Linked DNA regions of Macaca mulatta: region 1 is linked to region 2. A link is a contact called in public Hi-C data. All regions are on one chromosome and are shown on one strand. Each heading gives the region's core, a stretch centred on a gene start, on an enhancer-like site or on the middle of the called end of the contact. The rest is flanking DNA. Distances are from core to core; before and after follow the strand shown.

Region 1 (3,906 bases), core at 201-2,700, 120 kb before region 2:
GGATTTCAGCTCACTGCAAGCTCCGCCTCCCGGGTTTTTACGCCATTCTCCTGCCTCAGCCTCCGGAGTAGCTGGGACTACAGGCGCCCGCCACCTCGCCCGGCTAGTTTTTTGTATTTTTTAGTAGAGACGGGGTTTCACCGGGTTAGCCAGGATGGTCTCGATCTCCTGACCTTGTGATCCGCCCGTCTCGGCCTCCCAAAGTGCTGGGATTACAGGCTTGAGCCACCGCGCCCGGCCGAAACATCTCTTTAACCATGTCCCAGAGTTGCCCAGGAATTCAAGACCAGCCTGAGCAACATAGCAAGACCTCATCTCTGCAAAAAAATCAATAAAATTAGAAATACATTAGCCAGGTGTGGTGACGTGCCTATAGTCCCAGCTACTCAGAAGGCTGAGGCGTGAGGAATCACTTGGGCCCAGGAAGTTGGGGCTGCAGTGAGCCATGTTCATGCCACTGCACTCCAGCCTGCATGACAGAGCAGGAAAAAAATCAATCAGGATCCTGGGCAGAGGGAGGAGAGGGGACTGGGGTGCAGCAAGCACTTGGGGATTGACTGAATGGCGTTGGGGAGAGATGCCTCCAAAGTCCTGGAGTGGGTGAGAATGACTGGGAGTGGCTTTTAGGTCAGGAGGTTCCTGCCTGGCCACTCCAGGAGGGGACGTGGGCTGAAGGGCATCAAGTGCCCTGCTGAGCAGTTTGGCCTTGATCCTCATGCCCTGGACACACATCTAGGGTAGGAAAGTTGACTGATCCGTTGGTGATCTGAGTTTTTAGACATGGTGGTAGTCCCTGAGGTGGGCGTTCAGGCCGAGTTTAGACAGGGAAACCTATGAAGTCCTTAGCAACGCTCCAGGGAAGGGGCGTGGTCAAAGAGATGTTTCACAAGTAACAATATGGTGTAGAAACTCTGAACCCCAAATTTATGGATCCCAGAAACACCCCAGACTTTAGAAGGCAAGTCAGAAGGTGCTGACACAGGTGTATAACTAAAGGGAAATATTTCTTTCTCAGCTCCAACCATGGCTGTGAGGTTCACTCACACTGACTTAAAAAAAAAAAAAATCTCGGCAGTTTACTTAAAAGTAAATAGCCTTTTCTATAATTCTGGTTTGCTAATTTAATCCTAGTCTCCAGACCCTGGCTAAATAAATGCCCATTTCTCCAGATGGTCTCGAGAGTCTCTGGACATGGTGGGGGCCCTTCCCTGTTGGTTGGAAGGTGCCTCAGGAAGAAGAGGGTGGATTCTGAGTTGAGTCAGACCCTCGAAGGCCCCTGATGGGAGAAGCTCTCAAGTGACCACCGCTGTGGGCCAGAACGCAAAACTGCAGAACAGAACATTCGCAGTGAACTACAGTTGTATTAAGTGATTTTCCCCAGCAGGAAGTGGCATCTGGCCTGCGGTTCAGTCGGGGGAGGAAAGGGTGGGCGCACCTGCCCCTGGCTGGCGCACCTGCCAGGGAGCCCCAGGCGGCACCGCCTGTGCGGAGCACCCCTGAGGATGGAAAGCCCCACGCGGGGCAGGTGGCACCGGCCCTCCGAAGACGGGACGGGATGGAGCGTTGAACTTCGGGGCAGCTCCGTGCTGGAGACGCCCGCATCTGCCAGGATGGCGTCTCCATAGCCCCGGTGCTCACACATGAGGCCAGGAAGCCCCAGCAACAGTGACCACCCAAGCTCTAGAAAATATTGGACGGGGTGGATGAACACCCAAGCGCGCTCCAGGAGAAGGGATTTGGCACCCCAATGGGCTTTTAAAACGGTAAGCTTCTAGGGGTGTATTTGCCCCAATAATCCATAGAAACAACAGTCGTCTAAAAATAGTTTTGTTTTCTGTCCTAAGCTCCTTTTAACTTTGTTAGTCATCACCAATCCTAAAATAAAACCCGTGTAACGTCTCCCCTAGTAGCGGCTATAAACAAACCTGCCAGGAGGCAGGAGGAAGAGGAAAGGGGCGCAGGGCGCGCGGGGAGCAGAGCCGGGGCCCGCGGTGGCCGCAGAGGCCGGGCCGGGGCGCACAGGCCGGGCGAGCTGGCCGCGCTCTGGGCCGCCGCCTCCGGAACTCCCTGCGCCTGGCGCGCGGCCACCGTGGTCCCGGCAACGGCATTAAACAGAGGGAAACAGACCCGGGATTCCGTCACCCGGGCGGGGGGATAAGGAGGGCTTTGAGAGCAGACAGGAAAAGGGAGCTTTTCTGCATGGGGCGAAAAAATTATTTATTGAAGGAGGAGGAGGAGGCAGCAGAGGAAGGGGAGGGGCGGGAGGAGGAGGAAGAGCCGGCCGCCCCCGCCCCGGCCCCGGCCCCTCAGTAGCCAAGGGCAGCCTCGCCAGGTCGGGCCCGGGCTCGAGGCCCGCAGCTGGGGTCGGGGGGCTCAGTCTCCCACGTGACCGACTGGGCGCGCCCCGCCAGACCTGGCCTCGGGATTCCCTCCTCCCGGCGAGTCTCCGCCCGCCCCGTCCTGGAGGTGGGGAGAAGGGGGGGGGGGTGGGGGACGGAAACTCTCCCGGCCAAATCCTGGCCCCGGGCCTGGGGACACTCGCGGAGGGAAGATCTAGAGGGGAGGGGAGAGGGAGGGGCGTGGGGGCGCGGCCTCGCTGGAGCCCCCCAGAACCCCCGCCCACTGGCCTGGGCGTCCTCCCGCGGCCCCCTCCTCCCCTCCCAGCGCCCGGTGCTCTGGGGCGCGTGCCAGGCCTGGCTCGGCGCGGGAGGGGCCCCGCAGGTAGAGACCCCTGGAAATGGCCCCGACGCCGCAGGGGCGAGGCGGCCACCACCCCGCTAATCTGAGCGCGTCTCTCCAGGCCGAGGCCTGCGGTGGAAAAGCGGGGTTCCATTTGTGCTGAGTCGGGGCGGCCGAATGGAGCCAGGCCTTGGGACGTGGATGGACGGGCTCTGGCCGCGCACCTTCGCGGGTTCTGCAGCGCCCGACCGCCTCCCCCGGCAGGGAGGAGGCGATTGTGGGGGGCACCCACGGGGCACACTGATCCCTGGGGGTCTGTGGACGACCTCCTGGGCCCCGCAGCAGACACGAGTTTAGCCTTTGGGTTTAGTTTAAATCACATAAGGGTGTCGTGCAATCGATTTATGATTTCTACACACCAGACACTTTAACCTCCAACCCCCTCCATCCAAAGCCAACAAGAAAATGCGGTGCAGTGTTGGCAGCTGAGCTGAGCCCGAGGAGACGCAGGGAGACGTGACAGAGGAAAGTGTGAGTTGCCGGGGGGCCCTCCCCCCGTCAGAAGCCTCCCAGTCGCGCCCACAAAACGCAGCCCTCCGGGCGGCTAGGGCAGGTAAGCGCGTCCCTCGGCCTCCCCACGCCGGCCCCTGCCACAGGCCGTCTGGGTCGCGCAGATATTTACAGAATAAAAATGACAATAACTCGACGCCCGGGACGGCCACGCAATCTGTTAGCAATTTAGCGGGATGGGAATTTCCTTTCTAGGGCCTGCCAGTGAAGCGCTTTTCCAAATTTCCACAGCGGGGGAAGCCTGCGATTTTACATAATGACTTCAGCATGCCGGGCTTTCTCCGCACCCCTCCCCTGCCCCCGCCCCCGCCCCCCGCCCCCCGCCCCTTTTCCAGCAGGGCCGGGCTCTCTCCGGACACCCGTGTGGACTCAGGCGTCCCGTCTGGCCCGTTCGCCCCCGTTTCCCCCGCCAGCCCCAGCGCCCCCCTGCCCTGCCCTGCCCCCGGAGTCCCTGTTCCCGCCCCTGCGCCCCCATCCCCTTCCCGTGCACCCCCCTCCCGTGTGCCCCCCTCCCCGTGCGCCCCTCCCCGTGCGGCCCCCCACCCCATGTGCCCCCCCTCCCCGTGCGCGCCCCTCCCCGTGCGCCCCTGCCCCCGGGCAAGCGGCTGCCGCGGCGCGGGGAGGGGCGGACGCTCTGCGACTCGTCCCCGGGGCCCC
Region 2 (3,980 bases), core at 563-3,062:
GGCCACCTGCCTCCCCCAACCCCACATAAAAAATGTTTAAGGCACATTTAAGCTAGTACCGGAGAAATGACTGAAAAATAAGTATAGCCAAGTAGCAGAAGACTGTGTGTGTGTGGGAGGGCGTCCACTGGTGTCTGTGTGTGTGTGTGTAAGGGGGGGCGTCTGCTGATGTGTGTGTCTGTTGGCGGGGGGACGTCCACTGATGTGTGTGTTGTGTGTGTGTAGGGGGACATCTGCTGATTTGTGTGTGGGGGGGGTGTCTGCTGATTTTTGTTGGGGGGGTACATCCACTGATGTCTATGTCTGTGTGTTTTGTGTGGGGGACGTCTGCTGATGTGCTTGTTTTGTGTGTGGGGGGTGCGTCTACAGATCTCTGTGGGGGGGCATCTGCCGGTGTGTTTTGTGGGCGGGGGGGCGTCTGCTGGTGTGTGTGTGTTTTGTTTGTGTTAAAAGGCGCACACCGCAGGAAAGGAAAGTGGTAGTAAACACTCCCACCCCCAGCCTTCCCTCACCTCAGACACACCAAGTTCCGGGCTCTGAGCACCCTGCAGGTGAAACAGGGAGGACCAGAGAGGGAAGGGACAGCGGGGCAGATATGGAGGAGAGAGGATGGGCATCTGGGGCCAGGAGCTGGCCGGGCAGGGTGGGAACCCTCCTGTCCCAGGGTCTGAGTCGCCCCCCCAGGCACCAGCCAGTAGGCCCATTCCAGCTTTCCACGACTTTCCTAGTAAGTACTGAAAGAACAAACGCACATCTAACACTGTGGCTTTGTCCAGTGGGGCCCCAGGCCACCATCTGAGAGGATCTGGGGGCAGGCGACTGTGCAGGGCCCAGCAGAGCCAGCGAGCTCAGACCCCAGTGAGGGTCAGCCCCGCCCTGTCAGCTCTGGGGTCCCAGGCGGCCATTCCCACTCTCTGAGCCTTCCGTGGTCCCATGGACAGAATGGGTGACTACAGTGCCTGCCTTTGCCCCTCCTGGGACTGTTGCCAGGAGCAGACAGGCAGGTGCCCGGAGGGCCAGGCAGGTGCCCCGAGGGCCAGGCAGGGCTGCGTAACTGCTGGGGAAAAGGGTGGTTTGTTCATTCCTTAAAATGTAAGATCCTTAATTGCTTTCAGAAACCAAGCATTCAGAAATGCAGAAAAATGTTGCTTCCAAGCCAGGCAGAGAGGGGGCAAAATATATCAAACAACGTTCAGGCCCTCACAGCTCCGTTCTGGCTCTCATCGTTCTCAGCGTAGAGAAACGAAACTCCTGCGTGAAACTTAAGAGGTGAACTTTGGGTAGCTCACTATAGGGTGAAGTTTAAATGTCAACTTTCTTTCAAAATGATGATCAAAAAGAAGAAACTGGTTATGTGAAGGTCGAATACTTGACTGAGAAAGGCATCTCGCCTACGGCTTGTTTACGCACAGCCAGTGAGAGCTTGTGTGGCCCCAGCAGGGGCACGGAGAAGATCCACAGGTGGGGCAGTGAGAGCCACGCCTGCCCGTGGACTTGGTAGTTTTTATATTTAAAAATATACTGATTTCCTCCTTCACTCCATTCCAGATGTGTGTGGAGAGGTGGGTGTGAGCGTGGGTGTGTGCATGTGGCCTCCAGGGAGGCACTCGGCCCGCAGCAAGGATTCAAAACGCCACACTCGAGTTTTAGGAAAAAACAATAGTTTCCACCTGAGGAGCATTTTAGAGAAAAATCTAATATAAGGGGAAAAAAACCTTCCTTATTAAATGAAATTGTGGTGTAACAGCTCACCACATCCTGTTGCGGGGACATCTGACGTTAAGCAAAGTGAGTTTCCTCTTTCAGGTTCTCCCACACGCCGTGAGGGTCACATGTTACCTGCAATTCAAAATGCGTCGTGAAGGGAAAAAACCCTGTGTGTCTGTGGAAAAGCTGAATAAGAAGATGGAAATTATCAGCCGAGAGCTGGTATGGGAAACCGTAGGTGTCATCAGCAACCATACCCAAGGAAGCCGCCCCCGGCGTAGCAAGGGCAGAGCTGGGCAGCTGTGGCTGACCTCATGGGTCAGAAGTGCTCGTGGCGGGAAGGCGTGGGGGGGTCCCGTACTGTCTTTCAGCCCAGCGCCAGCGAGCCATGTGGCCTCAGACCGACCCCCGGGATGGGCCCGTTGTCCACCTGTGAAAGGGGAAGCTGTGGCTTTCCTCAGGGTTGCAGCACAGGCCGCGTCTGCGGGGTGAGTGCAGCTCCACGCAGGGCTCTTCTCCACGGTGTGGACGGTTGGGCAGCGCGGCCTCCTCTGCAGTTCGGTTGCTGTGCCGTCCTCTGCTGAGTGGCACTGGCCTCTGCGGTTCGGTTGCTGTGCCGTCCTCTGCTGAGTGGCACTGGCCTCTGCGGTTCGGTTGCTGTGCCGTCCTCTGCTGAGTGGCACTGGCCTCTGCGGTTCGGTTGCTGTGCCGTCCTCTGCTGAGTGGCATCGGGGTCGTCTCTCCCACTCTCTGTCAGCTGCTGCTGTGGGGCATCGGGAAGGCACTGGAGGGTGCCTGGGCTGTGTCCGGTCCCAGCCGTGTGTCCCTGCAGTGTCTGAGACCTTGTGGAACACACTTGACCCGGCGCTGGGACAGGGTCGGCTGACACGCACCGCCAGCCCACAGGAGTGGGGTGCAGGCTGCTGGCTCCTTAGGCCCCGACAGCTCTCACGAGGCCGGCCCTCCTCCCCTCCCCTCCCCAGGGCTCAGCAGCCGCAGACAGAGGCAGAGAGAGCAAAGGAGGCTGTGGTGGTCCCCGGCGGGAACCTGGGTGGCTAGGGGACACACCGAGGAACTTTCCCGCCCCCCACCAGGCTCTCCCACCAAGGCTCAGGTGCCCGTGGGCAGCAAGGGGAAGCCCCACTGCCGCGCCGCTTCCCCTTTCGCCCCTCAGCAGACGTGCCCCTCCTGTGCCCGTGGAGAGCAAGACGGCTCTCGGCTGCCATGCAGGCGGCCTGTCCCACAAACACGATGGAGACCTGAGATGCCGTGTCCACGTTGTCACCGTCACTATCACCCATCATGTCCCCTCACTATTGCCCTCAGGCCTCCCCACGTTCCATCATTACTACCCCTCAGGCCTCTCCACATCCCACCATTATTACCCCTCAATCCTCCCCACGTCCCACCATTATTACCCCTCAGGCCTCCCCACGTCCCACCATTACTACCCCTCAGGCCTCCCCACGTCCCACCATTACTACCACTCAGGCCTCCCACGTCCCACCATTACTACCCTTCAGGCCTCCCCACGTCCCACCATTACTACCCCTCAGGCCTCCCCACGTCCCACCATTACTACCCCTCAGGCCTCCCCACGTCCCACCATTACTACCCTTCAGGCCTCCCCACGTCCCACCATTATTACCCCTCAGGCCTCCCCACGTCCCACCATTACTACCCCTCAGGCCTCTCCACGTCCCACCATTAGTACCCCTCAGGCCTCCCCACGTCCCACCATTATTACCCCTCAGGCCTCCCCACGTCCCACCATTATTACCCCTCAGGCCTCCCCACGTCCCACCATTATTACCCCTCAGGCCTCCCCACGTCCCACCATTATTACCCCTCAGGCCTCCCCACGTCCCACCATTATTACTCCTCAGGCTTCCTCATGTCCCACGATTATTATCCCTCAGTCCTCCCCACGTCCCACCATTATTACTCATCAGTCCTCCCCACGTCCCACCATCATTACCTGAGTCCTCCCCACATCTCAGCATTATTACCCATCAGGTGTCTCCACGTCCCATCTTTATTACCCCTCAGGCCTCCCCACGTCCCACCATTACTACCCCTCAGGGCTCCCCACATCCCATCATGACTACCCCTCAGTCCTCCCCACATCCCACCATTATTACCCTTGAGTCCTCCCCAAATCCCACCATTATGACCCCTCAGGCCTCCCCACGTCCCATCATGACTACCCCTCAGACCTCCCTTCTGTCCCTTTCATCATTGCCTCTCAGGCCTCCCTCCTGTCCCTGTCACTG

The links. Hi-C and Micro-C count contacts between places; a contact is called where the count stands out from the background.
Region 1: a contact with region 2 is called in a Hi-C map of CD4 T cells, with 7 times the contacts expected there. The contact joins the promoter of NFATC1 here to the enhancer-like site in region 2. A contact is called at or near these places in 8 of 14 Hi-C or Micro-C datasets (CD4 T cells, blood, cortical neurons and 4 more).

Annotation. Positions count from the first base shown.
Region 1 is chr18:1,579,830-1,583,735 of T2T-MMU8v2.0, reverse strand. It overlaps NFATC1 (nuclear factor of activated T cells 1), which reads left to right and starts at 1,450. Exons shown (of 11, transcript XM_077974869.1): 1 at 1,450-1,763; 2 at 3,134-3,210.
Region 2 is chr18:1,456,168-1,460,147 of T2T-MMU8v2.0, reverse strand. All of the region lies in intron 10 of NFATC1 (nuclear factor of activated T cells 1), which reads left to right. Among named protein-coding and RNA genes, the nearest start is that of NFATC1, 120 kb to the left of the region's middle. Within about 2 kb of position 1,812, at least 12 of the 40 cell types and tissues checked have an H3K27ac peak or open chromatin away from gene starts, as enhancers often do. A contact at or near this core is called in CD4 T cells and blood, where this site is marked.